2 separate regions of the Danio rerio genome follow, and region 2 is linked to region 1. The links are chromatin contacts, called in public Hi-C maps. All regions are on one chromosome and are shown on one strand. Each heading gives the region's core, a stretch centred on a gene start, on an enhancer-like site or on the middle of the called end of the contact. The rest is flanking DNA. Distances are from core to core; before and after follow the strand shown. Region 1 holds the start of ncam1b (neural cell adhesion molecule 1b). Region 2 overlaps arhgap32a (Rho GTPase activating protein 32a).

Region 1 (3,644 bases), core at 696-3,195:
TTACAACTATCAATAAGAAAATGAATTAATAACATAATTTTTAATTAATTTTATTCTACTGTATTGAATTAATACATGACACCTTTAATTAATAGCAACTAATGTACTTAATATATTAGTTGCTGCTACAGTAGACTTTTGAATGAGTTCTTTTCTATGTTATACTGTATATTCAATTATGATTAGCTTCATTAGTAATTGAAATGACTAATGAATGACTCATGAATAACACTATACATACACTTCCCCTATTAAAGAAGATCTGTATAGCTGAAATGCTTGTCCTTGGTGATTCATACAATCACCATCAAGAGCTAGCAAGTCAATAAATATATAAAATTGAAATTCAAACAATTGTTAACCAATCAAAATAAATAACTTTGGCTCTCAACGATATTATGCCATTATCTTGCATTGTAAAAATCCATGAGTAGATTAACAGAAACATTTAAATTTTTGAATGAACTGTTCCCTTAATTAAGCATTCAATTATGGTTATTACACCACCTGTAATGTAAAGTGTTGCTAAAATAATGAATAAAAACCTAAAATGATAAATTATGTAAAAATGCTCGGTTTAGTTCTGCCTAACTGTGGAAGGATGCAATTATTTCTTGTTGAAAATATATTGAAGCAAATAAACCTCACCGTGTAATGCATGCATGAACACAATAACAAGTCTAACTGCCAATTCTCACTCACGCTAAAACACTTGGCCAAAAGCACAGCTTTAAATTGGATACTTGGATTCTACTTTTAGATGATCATTGTTCTCTGAAAGTTCATGGCTTCTTTTCTAAAGCCACAGTGAAAAGCAGTGGCTCTTTAGCTCTGCATGGGTTATAAAGAGATAGATAAAAGAAACATCAGTGAACTGATCCGTGAGGGAGATCATTATTTCAAGAATGACAAAATGGGGCACCGCCTTCACTTTACGCAGGGTTTTCAAACTGGGGTCCAGGGACCCCCTGGGGGATGCAAGGTAGTGCTAGGGGGTCTGTTGAAAAGTTTGAAAAAAAAAAAAAAAAGTAAATAAAATTAAATAAATAAATAAATAATGAACATGGATAGCAGTAATAACAAAAAAAAATTAAGACTTTATTCAAATAAAAATTACATTAAAATTAGACAATTGTATTAACATAAATATAAAAGAAGCTTTTTTATTATTAATTAAAACTAATTAAATTGTAAAATAATGGAAAAATGACTAAACAAAATAAAATATAATCTATGCGGAGTTTGATTTAAAAAATATTAATGATATTTAAAATAAGATGAAATTATTAATAATATATAAATAAATACAAACATATTTAAATAAATAAATAAATATGCAGTAGTAAATAATTACTGTAAAAAATATTGTAAATACACAAAAGAATCCTTATAGTTTATCTATTTAAGATGGGTATTTTGCACATGGATGATCATATTTGGCGGACCATGAAATTAAAAAAAAAAAAAAACATTGAAAACCCCTTATATATGCTAAACAACGGGTCTTTTAAAATTTTCTTCTCGATTTGTTATGAAGAATACAGTCTCCTTTCATTATTGTTTCATCTATCTCCAGTCCATATCAGTGCATACTTTAGGAGTATTATTTCTTCTTGGAAGAAGGAAATCATACAGGTTTGGAAGAAAATAAGAGTGAGTAAATGATAACAAAATGCCTCAGCTGAACTGCTATCCCTTTAAACATTCGAGTATAACTCAACCTACCCGAAGTATTGTACGTGATAAAGACTTGTTACTTGATTTTCCCTCCCATTCTTTCCTCTTTCTCGGTCAGATGGATGTGGGGATCGTGTTTGGTTTCCAGGCTTTGGTTCAGTGCTTCATTTGATCATATCGCTGTCTCTCCTCAGAGGCGCCGCTGATTGGGCGGATTAATTCGCGTGCATCTTGAAGCTGCGTGTGCACGCGCTTTTGCCTCTCAGTCTCAGCGCGCGACATATGGGCACGCGAATCTAAACCGCAACAATATCAATACAGTCCAAGCGTCGGGGATTCTCGTAAACAATCGCGTCCCGTCCAGAAAACTTCGCGGAAACTTCTCGGGCATCATTTTACGGATTACGGATTCTTCGTTTCTAGCACGGAAGGCAAAAACAAACAGTAAACACACTGTGTGTTCATAAAGGGAGTGCAATGTTTCCGACCAAGGCGATAATCTTGGTGCTTCTTTTCTTTGACAACGCAGGTAAGAGAGCGTTATGTGTTATGCAGTAGGCTAACCCTAAACACAAAAAGTTATATAATGATAGCAGTGGTTTTGTGCAATTTTCTTTCTGATTTGCATGCTACTTTTATGGGCAGTGATGTGGTGATGCTGGTGTCACTGGCAGGTGCATCTCTGGACCTGTTTGAATTCTGTTGTTCTCATTGATCTGCACTGTTGCATAGTTTGTGAGGAGCAACGTGTTGTTTACTACTTTCATGCGGTTTCTTGTGTATCCTTATAATAATAATACATCTTATAGGAACTGCTGTGTGGGCTAATTTGCTAGGCTATATCCAAAGGGCTTTGACAATAGAACCTGTCCTTAACATGAGAGGATTATCGAGCTAATATTATAATCAGTCTTGTACTCTGAGTTAAAGCGTCTGCAGGATAGCAGAAGAATCGCATTGATTTGAATTGATCCTTTGTAAATCCTTATGGGACAGTGGGATGAATTTCTTGGCAGTCCACCTGCTGCACGACTCGAGAAAGATCCAATCAGGGAGTTTGGGCGGGAACTGTCTATGATGTAATTAACCTGTTTTGTGTATCAATATTACATCATACACGACGCGGAATCCCAACTATAATGCAGTTAAGAGAATGTTATCACTGCAAAAGCCATTTTGATTGTAATTGGCAAACTTGAATTGAATTTTGAGATTATAAATGATGTTAATTGCATCTTTTATAAATATTTATTACATTTTTGGAATTTATAAATGTTTATTATTTAATGTTTTTTTCTTTATTAGATGGGTTTTACTCTTCAAAAGCAAAAACAGGTGTTTTCCTAAAATCTAAATTTTACTGTCTGAAATAATGAAAGTTTACTTAAAGGGTTCAGCCTAAAATAAAAATAAAAATTCTTCACGTTTCCTCACTTTTGACTTGTTCCAATCCATTTTGAGTTTCTTTTTTTCTGTTGAATTCACAATATGATATTTTGAAGAATGTTGGAATGTTGTAACTGATAGGAAAAACAAATAATATGGAAGTCAGTACTTAGAGGCTTCCAACACATCTTGTTTTGTACTCTACAGTAGAAAGAAACGTAAACAGGTTTGGAACAAGTGGTGGATGGGTAAATGATGCACAATTTTCATCTTCGAGTGAACTATCCCTTTAAATTTGCCTGCATTGTATTAAAGAAAACTAGTTTTTTAAAAGACATAAAAAATGACTTATTATTTACACTCTAAAGAATAAGTAACAAGAGTAATACCTACTTAAAAACTGTAAAAGCAACATGTCCTATGGCTAAATAATAAAATATTATTGAAACATATTTATTAAATGTAGTACTTGACTGTTTGTCTACTTGCATTACCTTTTTCTTGTTTTTTTGTAAAGAGTGCATCATTTTTGATCATTACGTTTTTATGTATTTATGTTTTATTTATTTTCTTATACATGT
Region 2 (3,644 bases), core at 764-3,263, 480 kb before region 1:
AAATAAGTAAATGTATGCTGTGTGTAGTTTTTCTGTAATTGGTAACATATCAGAGACTGAAAGGGTCTGTATGTGTTCATACATGTTGCATTTATTTATTTTTTTTTTTATATATAAATAGTTTACACAAGTATTTATGTGCATAAAGCATCTGTTTTGTGAGACATGCTTCTCATATGATATGTGAATGACCATTGGTACCCTTTTGGCAGTAGAAATGCAAGCTTGATAAAGGTGACCCTTATAGACCCGTACCGTACTATACTATACCTCTCAGTAGAAACAGGCCATTAAACTACTAATTAGCTGCTTCTATATCCAAGTTCTGAAAGCTATAATTTATGCTCACTCTTTTAAAAAGTCTCTATTTTAAAAACTATGTTGGTTTGTCTTTCTCTGTCTAGGTGCAGTGACATTTGAATGCACGCCTGGTTTGGTGAGGTCTGTATCTCTCATAACTCCCCAGCCTGCAGTAAAAAGTGCTGCCCGTATGTTAGCTCTAGCGCTAGCCGAATCCGCCCAGCAGGCAACTCGACTCAGCAAACGTGGGAGCTCTGAACCTCCCACACCTATTTCTCCAATTCATCATAAAAACCCACTCTTCACACTCCAATTTCCTCCTCCCGTACAAACGTCTTCTGATAGAGAGGAGCGGTATGCGTCTAACAGGGCTTTCCCGGATCCATCAAGCACTATGTCTACTGAGAGTCACACTGATGCCGGCAGCCTACGCAGCACCTGCGCCTGTCATGGCAGTGAGAGCGGACTCAGCTTCTCTGATGGTTGTGATGCACCAGCTGGTGGCCAGTGCACCCATGTGCCCTCTCAGGGTTTCTCTCCTCGCACAGATCCAGAGATTCAGCTGGTTCAAGAAACCCAAACAACTCTGAGAGATAATATCCGTCATGTTGGAGTTGGTACAGATGGAGGTGGATCAAGCCTTGATGCTGAGATGGAGGTACGTGGAAGTTTACAGACGACACTCTCTGAAAGATACTCTTCCTTGGATAGTCCTTCAGCCATTGATGCACTCCACAACAAGCAGGCTGCTAATGCTGCTAACTTCCGAGCCATATTGGCGGAAACAGCCATGCCTGCTTCAGTACAAGAAGTTCTTCCACAAGCATCAAGTACTCCACCGAGTGTGTTGTATCAGTACAAACCCAGAGAGCAAAGGTCTGCTTACTCCCAACACTCCCAACAATGGTCAAGTTCGGATGGGCAAAGCACATCTTATTATCAGGTTGACGATGGGCGTCCACATCCTAGAGTTCTCTCAAGAAGCTACTGCAATACCCTTGCTCCACGATCCCTACATCAGTCTATTAAGTATAAAGGTCAACGGGAAGACTACTCCTCAGTTGGTGTCTATAGACATGGAGGACCAAGGTATCCACCGTTGGATGGAGCCTCCGTCTACCCAACTATCCGCAGGGTGCGCTCTATGCACACTCCACCTGAGGACAAATTTTTCTTCCTTCAACGGCAAGGAAGCCAAAGCAAACCTTACCAAAATCCACCACCATCAGACATCCAGCATGTGCGGCCTTACTTTGAAGATGGGAAAGTTCGGTATAGGTACAGCCCCTATTCAGAGGCTCGCTACAATCAATACCGAGAGAACAGTGGGTACACTCTGTCTTACACACTCAACAAACTGCCTTCTCGCTCATCAAAGGTGATGGCCACTTCCGAAAACTACCACAAGCCTCTACGCAACCTCCCTTTGAACAATGAGTCTGACTTCATGACCAGAGATGCTGGTTTTCTGCCAAGAAAGAAGAACCCTTCTTTCTATGAGGCTTTTAATTCTGGTTTATCTGATCGACATTTCAGTCAGTCCATTAGGCAGGAAAATGCAGCCAAGGAAAGGCCGTTGGGTCCGGTTGTGGCCCAGCCCCATCTTGTAAGATGCGATCGTCAATGCCAAGAAACAATGCACACCAGGAGCAGGTCAAACTCTGGGAAGGAGATGCTGATTTCAACTGAAGGGGCTGATGGGAAATACAGGGTCACGATGGTATCCCATTACTCCCCAGAGCACCCACTTTCTGAGCCTGATATGCCTGTGCCCTCAAAGTCAGACAGGCATGACAGCGGGCAGGGAGCCAAATCGGCTCTTATAATGAAGCAGAGTCGGTCCATGCACAACTATCCTCAACACAGGCTTGAGTCCACAGCACTGCCACACAATCTGACCCTGCATAAGGAATACAGCTGCCCTGACTTCAAACACACCGGGTCCAGCGATAGCTTCGGTGTCACACACCGCAACCAGGACAGGCTTATATATAAGACTCTCAGCAATCCTAAAGAGGACTACCAGTACATTCAGGCAATGAGCAGAGAACCGCAGAGGTCTAAGAGATCGCAGAGTGTAAAAAATCGCAATCCACCTGGTCAAGCCAAAATGACTCTGGAGCGGGATCACAGACTGCCTTTCTCCTCCCATAGCAGGACAAGAACTCGTAGTATGTATGTGCCATCTCGCTCAGACTATTCTGAAAGCTATGTTTCAGCACATCCGAAAGTTCCTAAGAGTAGCCGAGCAAGTTCTGGTGTTTTCCCAAACTACGGCTGCATGCCGCTTTATAGTAACAGACTGTATTCCACAGCTGTGGGCCACGCAGGATTTCACCAGACAGAGCTCAGGCCTGAGATGCAAATTTATGCTGATTAAGAGATTTCTATATTTAAAAATAAATAAATAAATAAATAAATACCAAAATAAATCAATAAATAAGAAATATATGACCTCTGCAGGGCAGTGGTTTTCTATTGTTAATCCGATAAAAAAATAATATTTAAAAGATTTAAAATGTTTTAATTGTTCACTAAATGGTGTCTTTCACTGCATACATACAGTTTCAAATGACTTAAGCTAACACTGCGTATTTAGGATATCACTTAAATTATGGTAATGGGTTACCGTGGCTTTATTGCTACTTTGATTTATTAAAGTGTGTTGTGTAAAATTTGTCATTTTGTTACTGTAATAGAGGTCACAGGTTTCAAAGTGAATACAAATATGATCTTTAATAAAAGAGAAAATGGTTTATACAGTAGGAGCCACTGCCTTGTGTTTCTGGGTGAGTGTAGTTTTTTTATGTATGGCCATGACTGTGGAATAAAACAGTTATATATGTCAAAGACATCAGCATATACTCTATGGTCTGACTTAAACTATGAAAGGTCATAGTCTCAGCCACTTCCCCCAGACATTATCCCCTATGCATTTTATAATCATGCACTTTATAGTTGGTCTGTGTTTTATGTAACAACAGGCACTTTAGACATGACCACATTTTTTTTATTTCTTTGTGTTCGATTTAAAGATGTGGGGGAGCACTCATCTAAACCGTTAGTTCAATTAAGTGGTAATCATTACATGATTACATAAGGAATAAAGTGTTCATCAAAATGTACTGTTCTCTTTTTTCAGTTGATTTATAAGACAATTGTTATGTGTTCACGTTGCTTTACTCCTATTAAAGTTAGTTTGTTCAAAATCATGACATGTAATCTCGTACTTCTAATCATTGATCAGCCTGTCATGTTTTGTTTCTTGTGATAAAAGCCTTGCAAACAATTGTTGAATTATTACATTTTTTTAAAATGTACAAAGACTACAAGCTGTTGCACGT

The links. Hi-C and Micro-C count contacts between places; a contact is called where the count stands out from the background.
Region 2: a contact with region 1 is called in a Hi-C map of embryo, with 3 times the contacts expected there. The contact joins the enhancer-like site here to the promoter of ncam1b in region 1. A contact is called at or near these places in 1 of 18 Hi-C or Micro-C datasets (embryo) and 2 of 4 datasets of contacts at active chromatin or transcription factors (caudal fin and embryo).

What each region holds. Positions count from the first base shown.
Region 1 is chr15:21,016,752-21,020,395 of GRCz12tu, reverse strand. It overlaps ncam1b (neural cell adhesion molecule 1b), which reads left to right and starts at 1,945. Exons shown (of 21, transcript NM_131831.1): 1 at 1,945-2,206. The coding sequence starts at 2,155.
Region 2 is chr15:21,498,895-21,502,538 of GRCz12tu, reverse strand. arhgap32a (Rho GTPase activating protein 32a) reads left to right here. Exons shown (of 22, transcript XM_685829.11): 22 at 405-2,732. The coding sequence ends at 2,680. Among named protein-coding and RNA genes, the nearest start is that of arhgap32a, 90 kb to the left of the region's middle. Within about 2 kb of position 2,013, at least 3 of the 62 cell types and tissues checked have an H3K27ac peak or open chromatin away from gene starts, as enhancers often do.